2 separate regions of the Zea mays genome follow, and region 2 is linked to region 1. The links are chromatin contacts, called in public Hi-C maps. All regions are on one chromosome and are shown on one strand. Each heading gives the region's core, a stretch centred on a gene start, on an enhancer-like site or on the middle of the called end of the contact. The rest is flanking DNA. Distances are from core to core; before and after follow the strand shown. Region 1 has its middle 52 kb from the start of LOC103644495. Region 2 has its middle 6.2 kb from the start of LOC100284268.

Region 1 (4,085 bases), core at 1,344-3,843:
AAAATCAATTAGGAAAAAGGTGTAAGCCTAATTCCCTTTCATCTATCACTATGTTACGTCGTCATGTAATTTTTAAACTATGTTTTTGTCGTGTTTTTGTCGTGTTTTTGTCACAAGTTAGCTTAGAACTTTAGCACATAATAGTAGAACCTATGAGGAGTCACAAAAAAGTGTTCTCATTACCTTCCCTAGCCATTCTAATTTGATGGAAACCCAAATACATCTAGGAAAGTCAAAAGTTCGCAACGAAGTGGAGTCTACTATTTGATCTATGCGTAGAGGGGTATGGACCTTTGGGACATGCCTTGTTAAGGTCGGTGTAGTCGATGCAAATCCATACCTTGCATCCAGCCTTTAGGGCGAGACGGGATTGGCCAACCACTTAGGGCTTGTTCGTTTACGTCGGATTGGTGGGTCGGAACAATTCCGAGCCGGATTGCTTCTCTAATTTATATAAACTTTAATTAACCGGAACGATTCCGGGTGCAATCCGATGTAAACGAACAAGGCCTTAGGGTGTTGTACCTCGTGGATGAAGTCGGCGGGAAGGAGCTTCTCGATTTCAGCATAGACAAATTCTAGTATTTTGCGATTTACCTTCGTAGCTTCTGGCTCACCGGTCGAGCATCAAGTTAGATGCCCACCAAGTGATGATTGATCAACTCGCTAGGGACCTCGTTCATATCAAATGGTTCCCCGGCAAACACTCGACATGCTCTCGAAGGCCTTGCAAGGTCTGGAAGTATGCATTACATGAGCATAAGCATTTTCATTCATTACATAAACATCCTCACATGTTAATGCCCCTGTTATCTCTTTGAAAGGTTTTACTTCTCATGTCCACCTTGTATGATCCTGGTGTTAACCCAAGAGCTTGGTGTTTTTATCACCTAGGCAACCTATAATAATATAGGATAAAGAATGAAACAGGGCTTATGTTGGTAAGATAAGTAAAATATGCTTTTAAGTGTTGTTTTGGCTACAAACATTTTTTTCCATGGTGCTGTGTTGACCAAACCGGAACTGCAGTCTATGTTATAGTAATGGTCTTTGACCTTAAGCAAAAGTTGTAGTTTATTTTGTATGCTAAAAACGAGCCGCAAGGACCCAATCCAAGACCAGACAGTAGCCTTAACTTTCAATTGACTGCTGTTTTTCTAATCCCAATTTTTTAAGGACTACTTTGGGAACTCCATTTTTTCAAGTGGTTCTTATTTTCACAAGGGAAAATAAACTAATTTGACTTGGAAAATGAAAATCCCGTGGGAAAATGGGGTTCCCAAACTAGTCGTCGACAGATCCGAGATCACATGTTAGCACTAACTTTTTCTCCCTTTTTCACATGACAACTCCATCAAATCCTTTACTAAGATTCGGATTAATATATGTGAACTTTACATGCAAGCAAGTCAAGTCCAACCTTGTTTGAGTTTCTTTTAGTTTTCAAAGCGAAGTTCAACGTTTGCAGAAGTTTACTGAAGCACTGACTAAACTGACCTAAGTTGATTGATCCGGGATCACATGTTTGCACTATTTTTTCCTCCCTTTTTCACATGATAACTCCATCAAATCCTTTGCTAAGAGTTGAAGCTCTATGTAAAATTTGCATGCAAGACAAAGTCCAACCTTGTTTGAGTTTCTTTTGGTTTTCAAAACGAAGTTCAACGTTTGCAAAAGTTTACTGAAGCACTGACTAAACTGAATGTTCAGTTTCAGTTTCGAGTGCCTCTCTTTGGAGCTCCATATCTTGCAATCCAATCCGATCCAAACCTTGCTCCTTTAATCTTTGCTGTAGTACTCGTGTAGCTCTGTCAGAATGATCTTTTGGTTCGTCCTTTTTTCTATTTGGATCGAGAGAACGAGTCAGGAGGAGTGAGGGAGTTTTAGTTGGCCCGCGAGCACTGACCTGACGATGATCGTCCAGTTCGAATGCGCACACCACACCACACGGGCGCAGCGTCCGACTGTGTCAGAAATCACGCGCCGTGTGGAGACTGGAGACCATACGTTGGCGACCTCCCCACTCGACGCCTCGGGCGCTCACGCCTGAATCCGAAGCAGACACACCCACACTAGCCATCTAAAGGACTAGAACTATAGCTTTTGGAGGACGGACGGAGGTAGCAGTAACAATAACAATCTAATCAGAACCTGCACGGGATGGGTACTGACGCAGCCAACAAGGATGTCCCTATCGATCGAACCTGGCGAAGGTTTGGTTAGTCGTTAGATGTCACAGTACAGCGTTAATGCCTTGATGATTGGCTGCTGCGTTTGACTCGACGGATCCATTGCACGTGACCGAACATGTCGTTTGATGTTGCTGCAGCTACTGGCAATATTACGGCGTGTGTGCTGTCAGTCAGGGTCGGGAACGCGCGCACTAGCACCACCACAGCGACCATGGTCCACCGTCCACGCCGGGCGAAGAAAACGGCCTGTGCAGACAGACAAGGCAGCATACACACCAGCGTCTAGGTCAAGGTCCCCGGCTCCGGCTGCCCAAAACGCAAAAGCCAGAGGCCGCCAGGCCGGAGACAAACGCAAAAGCCACCTCCTGCCACGGAAAGCCCACACAAGTCACAAGCCGGGCTGCGCTGCGCGCATGTGCCAGGTTGTGGCCTCGGTACCGGGCCAACATAATAATCGATGGCCACACGTGGTCCCGCGCTGATTAGTCGTATCATACCTGCATTTGCCGTAGCAAGCACTTGTGCCGTTTGGTTCCTAAAATGTAGCGTAAATGATAATGGTAATGATTTGTATTTGATTATTACTAGCGATAACAAATTTGAATAGGCTAGTATCAATTTCTAGTATAATATCCGATTACGGTTAGACTTAAACAAATATTATTTAACGTTATTTGTTACCTATTACATTACAAATATGTGAACCAAACGACATCTTGAATTCACGGAGTAGCTGCCAAATATGCAATACGGCGGAGACGACGGGTGATTTTTTTTGTATTTTGGTTATTTTTAAAATCTTATTTTATAAATAGACCTCATGGAAAAAACAATCCAAAAATGCAACGTCATAGAAAATGACACCGAGACATGAGACTCAACGTAATGTCATATTACATAACCTCGATGTTGCTCGCGTTGGTGATGTGCTCCACGGAGCTCGGCATCACTCCAGTTAGCAACGAGCCTCGTAATTCGGCACGGGTTGACTCAACACCAAGATTAGTTTAGGAGTCATAAAACCGGAGAGGATTAGAGGGACTAAAATTCACTCCTTATTCAAAATTGAATAAGAAGGGGATTTTATCAGCTCTAATCATCTCTGCTTTTTGGACTTCCAAACTAGTCCCTAGTACTTTGTCCAACAGCATGGGACCACGGATGCGAAGAAGTCGCATCCTTCAGCCCATATCCCCCAATTTTTTCCATTTTTGGTAGATCGTGAAAATGAGGAAGAAGAAAGTGGGTGTCCAGATTTAGGGAACACACGCCCGCATTACACTTTTTTCGCATCCGCGTCCACAATCTGCTGGATGTATCTACAACTACAAATTACAATGTATCGCGTCCCTTATTTATTTTCGTGTGGGGGGACGTTTTATGGGACCTACTAGACTTAGCCAAAGAACCCTTCTTCTTCCTCTATTTATTTTATTTTTGTGCTCACATACTACTCTCTCTCCCCCCATCCTAACCCCCAAATACGCTCGTAGGGCGGCCTAATCTCACTTAGTTGTTTATATGTGCAACCCTAGATATGGTTGTATGGACGATTTAGTGATGTGTTTGTGAAATGTATGGTGGGTATGTTGATTTATTTGTGAAATGTATGTGTAGAGGTTAGTTGGAATCATAGTTTGTGCACTCTCTTATATCATGTCCTACATTATCTATTCTATGGAAACAAAAGTGGGAGAACATTTATACTAATTAGGGATATCTCATATATGATGTCAAGCCAAGAGCATGTGACACTATTTGATTTGCCACTACATTTTCTTTCTTTCAAGTTTATGCATCTATTACTTTATTCTAAAATATGCTATAAATACAAAGTTTATAAATAACAAGAAAATTTGGTCAATATTTGTATGTCCCAATTACTCAGATGTG
Region 2 (3,995 bases), core at 819-3,318, 140 kb before region 1:
TGGTTGGATGTACAAGAAAGAATGTAAGTGAGCGGCTACAGTTTCTATAGTGTTTGGACGAGAGACACGTGTGAGCGAGGTAAAAATAGAAGTAAATTTTTTGGTGGCGGCGTGATCCAAAAAATCAAGGGGACGATGTCATCTCTGTTCCATCCTACTTTGACCTCAAACCAAACACATTCTTATTGGAGTCAGCTAACCCCAACTTTATGAATTTGTAGTGGAAAAACATTGTTAATAAATGTAATTTTATAGTTTGGATTTGTGCGGTAATGATGACGACCCCAAAAAAATATTTGTTAGCTTCGGTACTGTCACAGAGTGATGTAATTGCATACCACTACTAGGTACTGGCTCACACGGGTGGAGAGTATGGTATGGCGAGATATGACGCTCGCAATACCTTAATTTAGCCATGAATACCAGATGCTCTTTAGCGTTGTAAGCTTAGAATGGCTTACCTTCATAACCTCTGCTCCTGATCTGAGCGTAGGCCGTAGTGAACAACGAGAGGAGGACGAATCATTACTCCCTCCGTTTCTTTTTATTTGTCGCTGGATAGTTACACTATCCAGCGACAAATAAAAAGAAACGGAGGGAGTACATTGGAGTGTTGGACCTGGGCTAGCACGTGAAGCGTTACGAACTTATGGGCCTTTTTGGTTGTGTCCGAGCATCTATTGGGCTGACGACCATTGGCAGCGAATGACCAGCTGGCATAGACGCACAACACGACAAGCTACATGGGCACATGGCACACTTCCAAACGCCATGTATGGGTTGTCTAGGTTCACACGGCTAAACATGGATCGATTTAAAAAAAAGGGCAAGCCCAAATCTGAAATTAGACGAAATGCTGAAATTTACATCAGCTTATATTTTTATTAGCTAAGTATATTTTTTGCCATACCTTAATTTTATTTTGTCCTCCACCAGTGCCAGCTCACTGCCTCAAGGACCCGGCCGCTAGTACATGCCCTTTCAAAGAATTTGCTCGTACCATATTAGTGTTAATTTCATTTATTAATTACCTTGAGATAGAGGTAAGTCCCATTAATTGTTGATGCACCTGATTGGCACCCAGGTAAATTTTGTACGGATGATATGTTGAAATGTCCGATCCAAACATAAGCTAAATGTTATCTTGGGGAATAATAACATTGTAACTCATATGTGTTGATTTGATGTAGTGGTAGGGAAGTGGACTCTGGCTTAATGAAGTAGTCCTAACACAATTTAATTTTTAGGACATCTTTTTATTATCACGTCTCTAATATAGTTTAATTTTTAGGTATCCTTTTATCATCACGTCTTGTGTTGTGTTGTGGGAATTAGAAAGGATGTAAGACCGTGAGAAAGGAGAAACCAAGTAGAAGGGAGAAGTTTGCGCTGAAGAAAACATTAGGATTGCATAAGACTAGCTCAACAAATGGTTGGGACGAAAAAAATAAGGGGGAATTTTTTTTGCCTCTTTAAGGTATGTTTGGGAACAAGAAAAATAGAGGAGATTGAAGGGGCTAGAATCGTCTTGCTATTCAAAATTGAATAGCAAGAGGATTCTAGCCCCTCCAGTCCTCTCCATTCCATGACTCCCAAACAAGCCATTAATGTTAGTTATAGAAATAGATATAGATTACAAGTTCATACTTACTCCCTTTGTCCGAAAAAGCATGCAATTCTATAACAATGCTTTATTAGAATATGTACATTTAACCAGGGTGACATAAAATTTATAATATTTGTCATACTAAATAGATATCATTAGATTTTGTCGTGCAACATATTTTTTAATATACTTATTTAGTGTAATAAGTGTTAATATTTTTATTATTATATGTTGTTCAAGTTTATACACTTTATCCGAGAATGCACTTATTCTTTTTTGGACAGAGGCAATAGTCCACACAACTAATTAAACTTACTTATGTTAATTTGCATACCTTTTCCCATGTTTATTTTGATGTTCAATTAAGCTAGAACGGATTGGACCCATGCTGGGCTAGTGAGGCGCACAGTGCTGGTCTTGGGCCTTGAGCTCAGTCGCGGCCCGTATTTCATTTGCCAGCCCGCTTTGATGTTCCCCCGTTTACTCTGGTGGCTCCTTTTTCAGCAGGAGCAGGTGCCATGGTGACACGTACGCCTAGCCCTCACTGTTCCTTTGGCAAGCTTCGCTGCTCCTTGACCGACCATTGTGCGTCTGATGTCCGTGACTCCGTGTCATGGCTCCACTCGCCTGGTGGCACCCACGGTATCTCAATGTAGTGCATTTTTATACAGTAGTGACCAGAGAGTAACAAAAACAGTGTTCTTTATCTCAGTATCTCACTCTCATTATCTTGTTCGGTTATTTATATCTATATGAATTAGATGATATTAAAAAATATAAAAAAATTTAGTTTGTTTGAAATTTAAACCAAATTCCACCCATTTTACATGAATTAAGAGCAAAACGAATAAATGCTGATATGGATGTGACCCCAACCATAGTTTATTTATTTCGATGTGATTTTGAACGTGAAGTAGTGAGCATATGCACTCAATTTTTGTCGTTGGTCATGATATAAGCTTAATAAGTTGCCCGCGCATTCCTGTTTTCGTTCCAGTTTTTGCCAAGTCAATGATGCAATTTCGTCATGGAAATGATCCATTCTACATTGCCAATTGATGGAAATTCATATAAGGGAGCACACAGCCATTTCCAATGAACCATTTCACAAACCACGCTTCCATTTTAGGGCTTGTTCGGTTAGCTCCCAATCCACATGGATTGAGTGAGATTGGATGGGTTTAAATCCCAACTAAGTCAAACCCTTTCTTAATTTTTTTCAATCTCATCCAATCCATGGGTAACGGGATTAACCGAACAAGGCCTTAAAAAGAACAAATGTACGACTATGACCTTAGGGCTCTTTGGGACCAAGAGTAATGTAGAAGATTAAGAGGACTAAATAGTAATGGGTTTTGGTGTCCTCAACCCCCTCCATTACACTTTTCTCCAAACAAGCCCTTAGCGCTCGGCTGCTTGGCCGCAGCTGCATCCAGCTGCTTATGCAGCTGCGACCGAACAATAGTCGCCTGTCGCTGCTACTCCTACAAGACGACTGCACCAGTTTAAAAGTTGGGTAACCGATCTCCCATTAAGTTTTCGGAGCAGCACCACAATTCCGGAAAATAACACTCAAATCCAACTATGCATCAGTTTTGACTAGCATGACAGCGCAATCACCTACGTCCAAAACCATGAAAAAAATCTTGAAAGTCCCGAACTTGTCAGGAAAAATACATTGACAAAAATGAATTGTATATCTAATATATTTATAACAAGAATCAATAATGACCCATCACGCAATAATGATTGTCAGAGGTAAAATCCAACCGGCTGATAGAATCATAGAATGCACCCGCCTAATCCTAAGAATGAGGGGCTACCTAGAGTTAGCATGTGAAGATGCAAGAACACAAGAACATGTAAGAGTTTAGAATGGTTCAGGGCATCGGAGCGTAATACTCTACGTCCACTTGTGAGTTGTATTGCTGAGAGCTCGAGCGTGGGTGTAGATGAGTCCGAGTGAGTGCGTTGTCCCCTTTAACGCATGTACCCTCCATTTTATAGTCCAAAGGTGACACATACATGAGTGCTGAGAAGCCCCGATAGGCGGACCCCAACGAACTAGTATTAAATATATACTACATGGAGCAGTAAGTGTAACAGCGGACATAGATCTTCTCCTCGGCCACCATGCAGATCATCTGACTAGACGTGTCCTCCATCCCATTTGCCGACCTATGCCTGTCGCAGAGTGTACATGGTATGCTGACGAATGTAGGGGGCGGGTACGCTGACGTGCGTGGGATTTAATGTGATGGACGTCGCGCACTGCTCGAGCAAACAACCGCTCATGATGATGTCGTCCATGCACGCGGCGCAGAGACACAACCGCCTGCCTCGGTATGACGCGACACACTATACAAGGTCGGTGTGCGGCGCTAACACG

Evidence for each region. A called contact is a pair of places that touch in the nucleus more often than the background predicts.
Region 2: a contact with region 1 is called in a Hi-C map of ear, with 2.0 times the contacts expected there. The contact joins two enhancer-like sites. A contact is called at or near these places in 2 of 25 Hi-C or Micro-C datasets (ear and tassel).

Annotation. Positions count from the first base shown.
Region 1 is chr1:22,501,814-22,505,898 of Zm-B73-REFERENCE-NAM-5.0, reverse strand. No RefSeq gene overlaps it. Among protein-coding and RNA genes, the nearest start is that of LOC103644495, 52 kb to the right of the region's middle. Within about 2 kb of position 2,593, at least 19 of the 20 cell types and tissues checked have an H3K27ac peak or open chromatin away from gene starts, as enhancers often do. A contact at or near this core is called in ear and tassel, where this site is marked.
Region 2 is chr1:22,643,459-22,647,453 of Zm-B73-REFERENCE-NAM-5.0, reverse strand. No RefSeq gene overlaps it. Among protein-coding and RNA genes, the nearest start is that of LOC100284268, 6.2 kb to the left of the region's middle. Within about 2 kb of position 2,068, at least 14 of the 20 cell types and tissues checked have an H3K27ac peak or open chromatin away from gene starts, as enhancers often do. A contact at or near this core is called in ear and tassel, where this site is marked.